Regions from separate parts of the Zea mays genome. Here all the other regions are linked to region 1. The links are chromatin contacts, called in public Hi-C maps. All regions are on one chromosome and are shown on one strand. The core of a region is the stretch at or near the end of the contact, and the rest is flanking DNA. Distances in the headings are between cores, read along the strand shown.

Region 1 (4,909 bases), core at 1,452-3,951:
ATCCTGCAAGCAGTGTCCAGTGGGGCAATAGGAGCCATCATTGTCTCCCGAGTGATCCAAAAGCAGCTAGGTGACTTGCTGTCTTCAGAAGCAGAGAAGATCGCGTCTGCTGAGAAGTCAAGTGCCCAGCAGGCTGGATTTCTCTCGGACATTGCTGGCCCTACGGGAGCTCAGCTGCAGATCGTGTACGGTGTGTTTGGTTACATGCAGGTCTTATCGGCATGCTTCATGTCATTTGCTCACGGAGGGAACGACGTCTCCAATGCCATAGGGCCCCTGGCTGCAGCTTTGTCCATCCTTCAAGGTGTGGCAAGCAGCGCTGAGATAGTCATACCCACTGAAGTTCTTGCTTGGGGTGGTTTTGGGATTGTTGCAGGGCTCACAATGTGGGGATACAGGGTGATAGCAACAATTGGCAAGAAGATCACAGAACTAACACCTACCAGGGGCTTTGCCGCAGAGTTTGCAGCAGCTTCAGTAGTCTTGTTCGCATCAAAGCTCGGGTTGCCTATATCTGCCACGCATACACTTGTTGGTGCGGTGATGGGTGTCGGGTTTGCAAGAGGGCTCAATAGAGTCAGGGCAGAGACAGTTCGCGAAATTGTGGCGTCCTGGTTGGTCACAATTCCAGTTGGTGCTGTCCTATCTATCTTCTACACATTGATCTTAACCAAAATTCTGGCGTACTTCATGTGAGTGGATTGTAAAATAAAAGGGCTGCTTTTAAGTGGTACAGCCCATTGTCACTTCATAAATTTTGATCAGTGGAAAAAGGATTTTCTTTTGCAAAAGTAAAGAGATGGACTGATTCCACAAGTTCCACCAGAAATTTACAAGAATTTCCAAGACCAAATAACCATTTTCTTGGAAACTGAGCAAATTAGAAGTGTTTCCCAGCAAATAATCATGGTACAGGCTCCTGAATTATTATTTTTTTCAACTTTTTATACTACCTTGTATGTCTATCACAAGGTCGAATACTGTAACTTCTCGTAGAGCTGTTATACATATAGATGTAATGTAATGGTTGGTCAAATTTATTCTTGTAAATTGTAATGATATCGCATGACTTTGTTCATTGCCAATCATCCTAGAATAAGAGCTCATTCCTCTGCAGGAAATTATATGACAAAAAAAAGTTTAAGATTGACAAGAATTAAAAAATATAGGTGGAACCGTGGAAGATGATACTGAATTATTATACTAAACAAGCAAATAACAGTTTGCGGTAATTATATTATTATGACTATGGCATACTGTGTTGTACAGCCTGTAATAATGTCAGAGCTTTGGAGTTTGGATCATCAAATGTTGATGAAATTTTACGTACAGGTTCAGTAAAAGGAGAATGAGGAAAATGAGACACAATGTATTCGATATTCATAGCTTCAAAATACGCATACCTAATAACACAGTAGACAAACTGGTCTTATTAAATTAGAGAACTGAAAAGTAAATAAGCTTTTTTGGGTGTCAAGTATAGAAAATCAACAGGCAATCAATGAAAATTAATAAGCACATTCCAGCAACACACTGACAACAAACACTTTATAGTTCAACTGCTAAGAGGACACTCATATAGAACACTTTGTTTTTTTAAAGGAATCCTCGATGTGAATGTCTAGGTTAATGACACCTGACAATTACAGTACTTGAGTGTTACTACGGCAAGTCGACATTACTAATAGCTCAATTTAATTCGCTCCTTGATGTCTCTTTTCTGTAAAGCAGTGCTTCAAAATTTTCATATAAGAAGATTCGACCACAAAAGAAATAGAACAGTGTAAGAATCTTGACAAGGATTTGTTGGTCATGACACAAACAACAAAATGGTAAGAAGTAGCAGTATCTGGCACAAATAGAGGAAACTAATATAGCATTTAAATTGGACCGATTAATCATGTACTTGTTTCATACACAAGGTCCACACGACAAGGACATGCTCAGATCCTGAGAACAGACAGCAGCAAAATAGGGTAACAGCGTATCTAGATAGAAGGAGCAACTCAGGGATTGCGAAATACAGACTGGACAGCGGGGATGACGACGCTCAAGGACGCCGACGAAGCACGGGGGAGCCACCTGGGTCAACCGGTCTCCTGGTCGAAGTCGTCGCCGTCAGACTCCTCGACGTTGTCTGCATCGTCGTCCTCCACCTCAGCGTCGTACTCCTCCTTGGTGTCGCCCGTGGGCTTCCCGATGATAACCAGGTGGCTGTTGGTCTTCCGGATCTCGTTCAGCTGAGAGGCAAGCAAAGGGAGAAACAAAGGAAGCGTCAGTCAGTCACCCCGTCGGCATCGGGAGCGTTGGAGAAGGGGCAAGGGAATAGAGAGAACCACTGCACCTTATCCTCGAGGTCGGACTCGGCCATGGAGAGGAGAAGCTCGTCCTCCTGGGAGGTGGCCGGCACGGGGAGCAGCGTGGACGCCGGGATCAGCGCCGGCGATGGCCACTGCCGCATCAGCGCCGGGAACTGCAGCATCTCTGCACTCAGTCGCGACCGCCGCAACTTCGTTTCAGTTTGGGGGAGGGGACCTGGAGCGGGTGTGGCGGAAGCCGAGAAATTTGCTATTTTGTCACTCTCAATTTTGGCTGCCTGTTATTATGCCATCCTTCTTACTGGCTGAAATGGGCTTTCGTCTCTGTGTGCCGCTGGCAGAAGCCCTTCTTACGGCCCATCGTAGCTGCCAATTCTCGCGTCCGGACCGGACCCCGGAACGCGCGGCCGTTCACTCAAGCTCTCGAATAAAATTTCCCGGTTTTCCGGTCCGGATCCCAAATCCAGAAATCCTACGACTCGCTCGTCCTCTCGTCTCCTCCGATCCGTTCCGTTCGCGAGCCACCGATCCCGCCAACGGGAGCGAACGAGAACGATCGCGTCGTCGTCGTCGCAGCCGCCGCCATGGATCCGACGCCGCAGTCACACCCGATCCTTGCCTACGTGCTCTCCCGCCTCCCCTCGCTGCCCGCGGTGAGGACGCCGAGGTCCCCGCGCGAGCGGGACCTCGAGCAGCCGTCCCCGCGCACGCCGTCGGGTGCCGCGGAGATCGACTTGGTGGGGCGCATGCCAGGCCTGCGCCACCCGTCCGTGCTGTCTGCCATGACCCGCGCCGTCGCCGACGTCTCCTCGGCGCGCGACGCGATCCGCCTCCTGGGGCCCCGGCCCGACCACGAGCAAGTCGACGCCTCCCGCGAACTTCTCCGCTTGGCCGATGCTGGGAAGAAGGCAGACGCCAACGCGGACGTGAAGACGAAGGATCTCGACGAGGAGAAGCTGGCCAAGTGCCGGGAGGTGGTGCGGCTGGAGGAGGACCACGAGGCGTACGGCGCCCTGCTGCGCGACGCGGAGGGGAAGCTGGAGCACGTGTACCAGATGGCGATGCACGGGAGGGACATCAAGAAGGTGGGCGGCGGTGATGGCAAAGGGGAAGAGGGTTCCGGGGCGGTGGACGAGGAGGTGGTGCGGGTGCTCAAGGACGCGGGGGAAGGGAAGGTGGTGGAGCGGGTGAACCTCGCCGATCGGCAGATGCGCCTACTGCCGGAGCCCATTGGCCGGATCCGCGGCCTCCTCGCGCTCGACGTCTCCCGCAACCAGCTCAAGGTTAGGGACTCGTACCTAAGCATTCGCGCCGTCTCCCTACATCATGCATTGTGACGTCCACGAATTTTCTGAATGAGTTGTTGGGATTGGTCGAATGGCAGTATTTTGTAGTGATCATATCGAAGTTCATTCTCCCTTGCACATTGCACAAAGTGCTTTGAAATTAAAGTGGTTTTCTGTGGAATTAAAGTGGTTTTATGAAATTCTTAAACCGATTCACATGAAAAGGTCTGTACAATTTCGGTTAAATTTTCGCGTTCAAACGGATCTAAATTAAACTACACATGTGGCGCTGTGGCAGTTCAGTTCACGGGCGAATTCCCTGTTTGGCGCCTTCAACAGTGATGTTCCTTGCTTGAATTCGCAGGTGATTCCCGACGCGATTGGTGGGCTCGAACACCTAGAAGAACTCCGCCTCGCTTCCAACGACTTGGTTTCTCTTCCAGACTCCATTGGCCTTCTCTCCAACCTCAAGATCCTCGACGTCTCCGGCAACAGGCTGAGGGTTCTGCCCGACACCATCTCGAAATGCAGGTAAACAGCCAACCAACCATTGTATTGCTTCTTGTTCCACTTCCACCAAGAAACGTTCGTTCTGATGGATGTGCCACTCGGAGCTTCAGATCGCTGGTGGAGCTGGACGCGAGCTACAACGCCCTGGCTTACCTCCCGACAGGCATCGGGCACGAGCTGGTGGACCTGCAGATACTGCGCGTGCACCTCAACAAGCTGCGCTCCCTACCGTCGTCGGTCTGCGAGATGCGATCGCTGCGCCTCCTGGACGCACACTTCAACGAGCTCCACGGCCTACCGGCCGCCATCGGACAGCTGTCCGCGCTGGAGACGCTGGACCTGAGCAGCAACTTCAGCGACATGCGGGACCTGCCGCCATCGTTCGGCGACCTAGCTGGCCTGCGCGAGCTGGACCTGAGCAACAACCAGATCCGTGCGCTGCCGGACTGTTTCGGCCGGCTTGCCAAGCTGGAGAGACTCCGCCTGGACCAGAACCCGCTCGCTGTGCCACCCCCCGAGGTGGTCGCCGACGGCGTCGTCGCGGTGAATGAGTACATGGCGAGGCGGTGGGCCGAGGCCGTTGCCGAAGAGGAGCGGCGGCGTGCGAACGCGGCCGCCGTGGCGGAGAGCCCCAGGGCGTCCACGCCCAGGGAGTGGCTGACGCGGAGCGTGTCGTCGCTGAGCACCTGGGTGTCGGACGTGACGGTGAAGGTTGTCGGGCAGGAGAAGGTGGACGATGAGGACGAGTTCCTGCAGCAACAGTTCTGAACGTGAGCTGGCACCACCATCGCCCGA
Region 2 (4,909 bases), core at 1,172-3,671, 360 kb before region 1:
CGTTTTCCTTCAGGGCCAAACATGTATGAGGCATAAACACCAGCTTGTTTCCTCCTAAACAAACAATAATAGAGTATTAAATTATCAGGCAGGGAGATTCCTCCCCATGTTGAACGTAAAAAAAATCAATAAGATTATTATGAGGCATCCGTGGGTGTATGTCTGTATGTATGCATATCCCCAAACTTAAACAGAAATGTCTGGTCACATCCTGGAAGAAAACCTAATATTACTGTGACCACAAAAGTAACAAGGAAATGACATTAGAGCAACAATGGCAATAACATTCCATCCTAAAATTCTAATAAAGAATGCAACCACAAAAAAATGGAAAATGAAAGAAATTTATGTTAAAAAAGGAAGAAATTTACAAGAAACTTGGTACAACTATTGGACTGTATATATGTAAAACATACAACAACAAACGCTAGAGGGCAGACCCAGTGTTGGAGGCTCTCACATAAGTAAGATCTAGGGGAGGGATAAACCGATGCAAGCCTTGCACCCGATGCGGAGAGGCTGCTTCGAATCCATGACCTGGTATTGCAGTGAGAAAATTCTCACCAATGCACCAGGCTTGCCCTTCAACAACAAAGGCTGGAGGCAAATAAAATCTAAATGGCATCAAGCTGTTATAGGTGCAAATTGATAAGTTGATAGTGATCCATTAGTTGAAATAGATACAGAGCAAAAAAAGAACTCACTTATGAATTGTATGATGGTTAAAGGATAAAAGGAAAGTAAATAGACGTTTGAGTGTCCAAGTTTAGATGAATTCCCCAAGTACTGTGCTGTTGATGAAATGTGGTATTTCTAGCGAAGGGTGCTGTTTTGTAATGAAAAAATATAGGCGTAGACACAAGTATGTAAAACAGGTTGTAGAGCAACGCTTTATAGAAAACAAATAGCTTACCAATGTGCTTGGTGTGAATCGATTTAACAAATAATAAGTCAATAACTACACAACATAAAAATGAAAACAAATTGACTCCAGTGTTTCTAAGTGCATACCGTTTACTGTCTTCAGGTTCATCCAAGAAATCTAACATAAGCCTTTGAGCAATCACTTTCCCACTAAGTTCTTTTCCTGCATCATTCAATCCATAATCATGGTCATCCCATGTTCCAAGAACCTGCAATTAGCAAATTTCAGTGGTGACACCAATTTGCCATCTTTCAGAAGAGGAAAGAAGCAGTGTTGCAAAGTCTCCGTAAGGGTAGAACATACATAAACTGTAAATAAACGAAGAGACAAAGTGACACCCAGCCCACAGTTGGAGATTAAGAGGGTGTTTGGTTTAAAAAAGCAATCCATTCTAGATGAGGTGGTGCATCATGAGTCAATTCCACAAATTTAGTGAAATAAACTCATTTTTTATATTATTACTAATTATTAGCCTACGAAGAATGAAATAGTGATGAATCAACTCATTCTATTCCATAAACCAAACAAGAAAGCTAGGAGTAAGAATATGATGAACTACCTCCTTTCTCAAACCAAACACGCTGCCATAGAACCAACTCGGGACTGGGGAGTGCATTCTAGTATTTCGATTTTATATACGTTTGCCATTATTGGGAGTGCATTCTAGTATATTCGATTTTATGTACGTTTGTCATTATTGTAATGCTGTATCGTCAGCATATCCATACTGTTGAGTGTTGAATCTTTACAGGATCAAGACGAGCCGCTCCGACATTCCATGGGCGAGAAAACAAAGGATCGGAGGCCTGACCTGAGCCCTCTCCCTGAGCCTGGCGTACCCGGGCTGCGCCCTGGCGAGCTGGTACCGCCTCCGCAGCTCCTCCTCGGTGGAAGGGTAGAAGCGCGGCACGTTCTTCCAGGGCCCCACGGTGCGCTCCCTCCCGAAGACCCGGAATGGGCGCTTGTTGTCGCCGTAGACGTTGTCCCCGAGCCAGACGAACACCTGCGGGTCGAACCCCGCGACGGCGTTCCAAATGGGCTGCACTAAACAATCCCCGTCACAACTTGATCGAAATGGGCGGGCATGGCCGTGTGGGCGTTCCGTCGACCACCTGGGGCTCGCTCTGGTTGGCACAGGATCCGAAGGCGATCCTGGACACCACGGCGTCGGGGGCGGCGCGGACCGACGAGGACAGGATCAGGAGAAGGAGGAGGGCGAAAGTGGCCGCCATTGCGGGTGGGGAGCGACGTACGAGCGAGCCCGGCAGAGACGAGGCGGTGAGGAGAAATTCCCAATTGCGGGAGAGGTGGACGTGTGGTGGTGGGGTGGGGGCGATGCCGATGGCAGACCGCAGACGCACGGAGAGAGAGAAAGAGCGAGGAAGAAAGTTGGAAGCTCCTTGTTTGTTTGGCCTTTCTTTTCACCGGTTCCGTTTTAACTAATTAATTAATATTAATGCGGTGGAAATTGGAATGGTGTGGACATCTGCGTGCCGTGTTTCTCTCCTGACGCCGTGATCGTGGTGATGTTTCTAGAGATAGAGAACAACATGCAGGAATTTGCACCATGTGCTAGCCAAGTTGCAGCAAAGTGCATCACGTTGCTAGTTTCCATTTTGAGCTGGGATATTTCCAGAGCTGTCACCTGTGGTTATGGGGATGTTTGGATCCGGGAGCTAAACTATACTGATTAAAGTTTAGCTCTAAAATATTTTTTACTATTTTTATTACTTTTAACTCTTTTTATTTAGATCTTTAGCTTATAAAGTGACTATATTTTAGTTATTTCTGTTTTAGCTCTGGAATCCAAATAGGCTCTAACCAGAGAAAACCTAGTTCCAAATATTTGTTGCTTAAAGCCTTAAACGGCTCGTGGAGCACTTCGTTGTGCAATTCACATTCAGAGAAGAGATCTAAGGGACTGTTTGTTTTAGCTTATAGATTATATAATCTATATTATAATTTAAATTATATAATCCAAATTATAATCTAGATATATTATAATCTATATGTAGTTGTTTGGTAGTTTAGATTATACAAATGTAGATTATTTACAAAGACAACAATATCCTTATTTGTTTATTTGAGGTGAGAAAAGAAGGATATCATATATTGTAATTTCTATTTACATAACCATGAGTAGTGGGTCTTTTACCAAAATAATCGCAAATAAGGTACTCCTGGGGAGATTATAAGATTATCTTAATCTGGACTTTAGATTATATAATCTGAACTCATAATCTAGTTGTTTGTTTATCTAATGGATTATTTGCGCCAGATTATATAATCTGGAGAGATTATAATCTAAAACAAACAGGGCCTGAGTCACAAATATTTATTGCCTATAAACGGCTCGTGGAGCACCGTCTTTTCCTTTCTAAATTATATAAGTTGGATTACGGTGAAGTAATACTAGGATAAAATATTATTTTGGATTCATAAATAAGATAAAATAAGCTACATAATGATATCTTAATTTCAACTTATTTATAGTTCTAAAGTAATATTTTATCCTTCTACTCTTTTACTATAATACAAATTATATAATTTAGAAGGGAAATGAACAAGCCCTTACACTCCTAGTAAAGCTTCAACACCAAGCAAATTATCAGATGCTTTAATCTTTATGGATACATTATGAACGCTGCACAGCCAGCCTTAGACATCTAAAATCCAACAAATATATAGTTCCTTTCCTTCCATTATTATTATTATTATTATTATTATTATTATTATTATTATTATTATTATTATTATTATTATTATTATTATTATTATCGTTATTTCTATAGTAAAAATTGTGCACCATGCCGTGCAGGGAGTTTGCCACGTCACTTCTTTCTTCTCAGCCGTTGGATACCAAATGGAGTACAGAAAATTGTCCATATCGCCTTTTAATAGAGTCTATTGGATGCCTTTTGAACGGTGCATACTCTGCCTTTTTTTCCTCTCACATCCTCCCGTAAGTTCCAGAGAAGACTGGGCATTGGACACTCCGACCAATAAGAAATCCTCCCGTAAGTTCCAGAGAAGGCTGGGCATTGGACACTCCGGCCAATAAGAAAACGGGCAAAAGAAAGAAAAGGGAAGGAAAGCAACGTGAGAGGCACGCCCTCGCTCCTGGCAGCCGAGAACGCGTCTACTGCTCCTGACGGCTAGGTTTCCATCCTCCTCTCCTCAGTCTCTCGATCTTGCTCTTCTTAGGTCCTGTGACAACAAATCTCTCTATCCGCATCGTCGTTCTTAGGCGCCGTCGTGAACGCTACTTCTCTTGCAGGTAACAACCCTAAGTTCTTGATGTTCGATATCTTCCATATTTTCCTTTTTTTCCTCCTCCATACTTCTTAGCCTTCTCCAGCGCCGTCGCGACTGATTTTCAATACTGTATTTCCTTTATTCGGTAATTTTTCTATATTGCAGTTCATTTGTTCGATAACTGTGGAGGTTCCCAATCGCATATTCCGCTCCTACGAAACGACGTCGTTCTCTATCACCGTTGTCGACGCTATTGCTGCAGCAAGTGAACGACAAAGGTGACAAATCCTACAGAATCCTTTTTTACATAGTTAGAAAATGAAAAAAAATAAAAAATAAAAGAAAGAAATATGATAGGACACGCCCTCGCTCCATGAAACCAATGACGCGTCCGTGGCTAGATTTCCATCCTCCTCTCCTCATGTTATCGACCTTGCTCTTCTAAATGTGCTAACAAACTGTTCAGCTCAGTATTTATCTCACTTCTGTTCTAATCCATTTTTGCTGACTACGTACTGCTGTCTATACGAAGACAACCCATAAATGCACACAACTATTAGCTAGAAACTATTTAATTAAGTGGTCGCTTGCCATTTTCTACATGCTGCTATTTTTGCTACTCCATTTGTCAATTGACTAAATCAGTAATCAAACCAAATTTTCTTTATATGGTATTGATTTACTTCCCTATTTTTTTATATGCTGTTGTTTCACTGCTTCATTTGCGAT
Region 3 (4,909 bases), core at 648-3,147, 260 kb after region 1:
AACCCCGCGGTCTGGCAGCGGCAGATCTCAGGTCCGGGTCAGCTTAATGATCCTCGCCACGTTGGACATGGGAATGGGAGTGCGAGCCCCGGTTGTTTATGTGCTTCTAATTTGGCCAACAAGTTTATGTGCTGAAACTGAAATCTGAGATTTTTTTTTTATTTTTTTGATAAATTCTCTATTGGTATAAACCGAAGGCAGAAAAGGCAAACACGGACACATATGCAGGCAACCATACGACGACGAATCAAAACAAAAAAAATAGTTGGACTGGTATTTTTTTCTCTAAAGATCGCGTGTTCTAAATTTTTTTGAAGCCCCAGTCCCAGAGTGTGCGACTCTATTGAATATATAAAAACGAGAAAAAGGGACATACGTGCAGGTCCAAGGTTCGGTTATTTCTTCTTTTTCCTTCATGCGGAGTCCGGACCACTATAGGTGTACATTCGGGCCGCCCGACCCGGCCCGGCCCAAGCCCAAAAAGGCCCGTATTGTTTGAATTTCGGGCCGTGCCGAGCCGGCCCATGGGCCTAGCCCTCGGCCCACGGCCCGTTTGAATTTCGGGCCGTGCCGAGCCGGCCCATGGGCCTAGCCCTCGGCTCACGGCCCGGCCCGTAATTGCTTAAACGTGCCGGGCTTATTTCGGGCGGCCCGAAATTATAAAAGTCCGAAATTCACATTAGGGCCCGAAATTCAATTTTTGGCCCAAAATTCATATTAGAGCCCTAAATTCAAAAAAATAATAAAACAAATAAAAGATAAGACAAATAAATTTGTACAAAATCAAACTTAATATTTGTATTAAAGTTACCACAGCTATATACAAAAGAGTATAATCAGCTGTATACAAAGTTCGTAAGTTCAGTTTATTGTCTAATGTTCATAACAAAAGTAAAATTACATCACACAATCTAATTCAAAGATACAAAAAACATCTAACTAGCATTATCTCTAGCTTTGTGTTCTTTATCAAGTATATGAAAGTGCGAAATGAAGTGTGGTTTTAATAAATATATGAGCCTTTTCGTGCCTCTATATGGGCCTTTTCGTGCCTGCCTTAAACGGGCCGTGCTCGTGCCCGCCCATGGGCCGTGACCTTGGCCCAAACCCGGGCCGATATAACGGGCCGTGCCGGTCCGGCACTAAATTATTTCGGGCCGTGCCGTGCCTGGGCCGTGCTTTTTTTTCCGTGCTTCGGGCCGGCCCATCAGACCCGGCCCAAATGTACACCTATACGGACCACGCACCACCGACTGTTATTATATTTGCTCTTATTATTAGTGGCGGGGAGGAAAAGTTGTTGAAAGGCGATGCATCCACCCGACCCGACCACCGCCCTATTTAACAAGGCAAGTACACTCAAGCGCATTCGCCCGCCGAAAACGCTAATGAAATCGATTAGGCTACTATAGCTACTACCACTACCGCGCGCTAGGGTGATCGATGTACATAAAGAATCCCATTAGCCTAGCGTGGAGCTGAAATTCCTACTTGGGTTCCGTAAACATCAAGTAGGGTGAAATCGATAGATAGATAGATCAGCTCAGCATTGTACTGCGGCAAGAACTGGTTGCTGGTACCGTGTGCCATGCCAGCGGCCAGCCCATCCCAGCCCTGCTGCTCGGGCGCTCGGCCACTCGGGTCCCTCTTTTTCACTTGTCCAACTCGAGAGCACTGATTTGCATTTGCGGCGCACATTCCCATGCAAACTCCTGATGATCGAAATCTCAAGACACCTCAGATTAGGATATTACTACTGAGGAACTAAAAAAATATCGGAACTGTTGCCTGCCTCGTCTACTCCTGGCCTCGGGCCCTCGGCTCTCTCTCTCTCCTGCCTCCAAAGCCCCAGCCACCTCGCCACGATATAAGTAGAGCGAGCCACCAGACCAGAGAGGCCATTTCCAAGGGCTCTACACGAAGTTAGGCGGCCAAGTGTTCGCAACCAACCCCTCTTCCTCGCCCACTGAAAGGTTCAGAGGCTCCCGTTTTAGCATAGCGACCGAGACGAAGGAGTGGGGGGGCGGAGAGCTTTGGGCCCTGGCCAGGATGAAGTTTATGAGACTCGGCACCCGGCCGGACACCTTCTTCGCCGCCGCCGACTCCGTGAGGTGCGTGCTTTGGTTTGCGATCTCGCTTCCATCAGGTTCTGCTCCGCGTGCGTTTCATGATCCTGTGCGTGCGGTCGTCCAGGTCTGTCTGCACGGAGGTGGCCACGGACCTGCAGATCCTCGTGGATAACTGCCTCTACCATCTCCACAAGGTAATTAGCTCAAGGATCGTCAGAGATCGTGCCCACCCTTTGGCCTTTATTCAGGAATTTGAATCTTTAGTTAGGATCGTTCCATACAGTGGGATCCCGTCTAGGCTTTGTTCGGTTTTCACGGATTGGAGACCCAGAATAATTCCTAGCCGGATTACTTCTCTAATTTATATAAATTTTGATGAGTTGGAACGAAACCGGGTTTATTCCAATAGAAACGAACGGCCCCCTAGGAAATGGAGAAGTCCCCCCCGGCCGATCTTGAGATTAAAGACTCTTTCTGTTTCTTGCCATTGTCCGTCCTGTGCATGCCTTGCCTGGACGCCGCAGTTCCCCCTGCTCTCGAAATGCATGCTCCTGCAAGCGCTGTGCGCCGACGCCGGCGACGTCGTCGTCGAGCTCCCGGGGTTCCCGGGCGGCGCCGAGGCGTTCGAGGCCTGCGCCAAGTACTGCTACGGCATCACCATCACGGTGAGCGCGCGCAACCTGGTCCCGCTGCGGTGCGCGGCGGCGCACCTCGGCATGTCGGAGGCCGCCGACAGGGGCAACCTCGCGGCCAAGCTCGACGCGTTCCTCGCCTCCTGCCTCCTGCGCCGCTGGAAGGACGCGCTGGGCGTGCTCCACTCCACGCGCCACCACGCCCCGCTCTGCGAGGACCTGGGCCTCACGTCCCGCTGCGTCGACGCCGTGGCCGCCCTCGTCGCCAGCCCGGACACCGCCCCGACGTCCACGTCGGCGTCGCCGTGGTGGGCGCACGACGTCGCCGAGCTCGGGGTCGACCTCTTCTGGCGGATCATGGTCGCCGTCAAGGCCACCGGCGCCGTCCACGAGAAGACCGTCGGCGACGCGCTCAAGGCGTACGCGCGCCGGTGGCTGCCCAACGTCGCCAAGGACCAGCCGCTCGACCGCGACGCCGCGGACGTGAAGCAGGTCGCCACGAGGCACCGCCTCCTGCTCGAGAAGATCGTCAGCCTGCTCCCCGCGGAGAGGGACGCCGTCTCCTGCGGCTTCCTGCTCAAGCTGCTCAAGGCCGCCAACATCCTGGGCGCGTCCAAGGCGTCCAGGGCGGAGCTGGTGAGGAGGGTGGCGTGGCAGCTGGAGGAGGCCAGCGTCTCCGACCTGCTCATCCCGTCGCTGTCCTGCGTCAGCGACACGCTGTACGATGTGGGCGCCGTGTCGGCCATCCTCGACGAGTTCGCGCTGCGGTGCGCCGCGCTCCCGCCGGCGCCGGCGCTGGCTCTGTCCGGGAGCCTCGACGACAGCCCGGCGCACTCGGGCGGCCACCGGCGGTCCCGTTCGGCGGAGAGCGTGAGCTTCGACGGCACGCGACGCTCCTTGTCGGCCGCACCCGTGTCGCAGGGCGGTCTGGTGCAGGTGGGCAAGTTGGTGGACGGGTTCTTGATTGAGGTCGCAAAGGACCCCAACATGCCGATGGACAAGCTGCTCGCCATTGCCGAGGCCGTGCCAGACAGCGCCCGGCCGGAGCACGATGGCATGTACAAAGTCGTCGACACATACCTCAAGGTATCTCATTCTTTTCTGCGTTTCCATCTAGCATATGGTCATAAAATAAAAGGTCCACTTTGGATTATGTGACAATCTTCTGTGATTACACACTGCCGTGATCTTTATTACTGTATTAATCTGTCTTTTGGTTAACTATTTCAGGCGCATCCGGAGATGAGCAAAAGCGCGAGAAAGCGGCTGTGCCGGGTGCTCAACTGCCGGAAGCTGTCGGAGAAGGCGTGCGCGCACGCGGCGCAGAACGAGCTCCTCCCGCTGCGCGTGGTGGTGCAGGTGCTGTTCTTCGAGCACGCGCGCGCCGCGGCGCTGGCGTCGGGCGGGCACGCCGTGGCCGCGGCGGCGGACCTGCCGAGCAACATCCGGGCGCTGCTGTCCAAGTCCGGGTCGTCCGAGGACGACGAGGCGGACCGCGTCGACGAGCAGCGGCTCCGGGCGCTGGCCGCCGGCGCGTCCCCCGGCGACGACTGGAGCGTGGAGGGCCTCCGTCGCGCGGCGTCCAAGATCGCCACGCTGCGGATGAAGCTGGCGGAGGACGAGGACGAGGACCGTGACGCCGACGAGTTCGCGCGCAAGGCCGGGCTACCGCGCAGCGCGTCGCTGCGGTTCAGGGCGTTCTGCGCCATCCCCGCCGGGAAGCCGAGGCGGATGCTCAGCAAGCTGTGGCCGCTGGGCAGAAGCGGCGTTAGCCACTAGTAGCAGACAGTGTTAGCTCCTGTGATCTCCTGTTTCTCTCTCTCTCGTTTTCCTGAGGGTGATTTGTCTGTCTCTTCTACGAGTTCCTCCTCTCTCTCTCTCTCTCTCTCTCTCTCTCTCTCTCTCTCTCTCTTTGTTACGCTTTCAAGGCAAATTGTACCTTGCATGTAGTTGTAATCTCAACGGGCACAATAAAAGATAGAAATTGCACAGGCAGATTACTCTTATCTGTAAGCTGATTGAGCTTGGCAACCCCAATGATGAACAAATCACCGTCTGCGAATGCTCATTCTGATCCAAAGATTAAAAAAGAGCAAACTCTTTTTTTTTCTCGGTGGCGATGACGAGATGATGATGAAATGATGATTGATTTCAGTGCACTAACATTTCGTAGTACAGACTACAGAGACCGTGAGTGCCATCCACTTG

What was found. A called contact is a pair of places that touch in the nucleus more often than the background predicts.
Region 2: a Hi-C map of leaf shows a contact between it and region 1, with 9 times the contacts expected there. The contact joins the promoter of LOC100282921 here to the promoter of LOC103627372 in region 1. A contact is called at or near these places in 2 of 25 Hi-C or Micro-C datasets (ear and leaf).
Region 3: a contact with region 1 is called in a Hi-C map of leaf, with 10 times the contacts expected there. The contact joins the promoter of LOC100281503 here to the promoter of LOC103627372 in region 1. A contact is called at or near these places in 11 of 25 Hi-C or Micro-C datasets (bundle sheath, ear, leaf and 4 more) and 1 of 3 datasets of contacts at active chromatin or transcription factors (leaf).

The regions. Positions count from the first base shown.
Region 1 is chr5:183,587,818-183,592,726 of Zm-B73-REFERENCE-NAM-5.0, forward strand. LOC103627372 (plant intracellular Ras-group-related LRR protein 2) reads left to right here and starts at 2,702. Exons shown (of 3, transcript XM_008647663.3): 1 at 2,702-3,601; 2 at 3,969-4,135; 3 at 4,225-4,909. The coding sequence starts at 2,903. The coding sequence ends at 4,882. It overlaps LOC100276844, which reads right to left and starts at 2,575. Exons shown (of 2, transcript NM_001150551.1): 1 at 2,345-2,575; 2 at 1,851-2,240. The coding sequence starts at 2,482. The coding sequence ends at 2,088. LOC100382112 (Inorganic phosphate transporter 2-1 chloroplastic) reads left to right here. Exons shown (of 3, transcript NM_001174873.1): 3 at 1-898. The coding sequence ends at 696.
Region 2 is chr5:183,231,891-183,236,799 of Zm-B73-REFERENCE-NAM-5.0, forward strand. It overlaps LOC100282921 (alkaline phosphatase D), which reads right to left and starts at 2,422. Exons shown (of 9, transcript NM_001155826.2): 1 at 2,038-2,422; 2 at 1,737-1,964; 3 at 1,012-1,133; 4 at 1-54. The coding sequence starts at 2,157. LOC103627362 (a long non-coding RNA gene) reads left to right here and starts at 3,976. Exons shown (of 4, transcript XR_002748283.2): 1 at 3,976-4,202; 2 at 4,346-4,458.
Region 3 is chr5:183,849,551-183,854,459 of Zm-B73-REFERENCE-NAM-5.0, forward strand. LOC100281503 reads left to right here and starts at 1,898. Exons shown (of 4, transcript NM_001154421.1): 1 at 1,898-2,111; 2 at 2,194-2,263; 3 at 2,594-3,787; 4 at 3,932-4,696. The coding sequence starts at 2,050. The coding sequence ends at 4,480.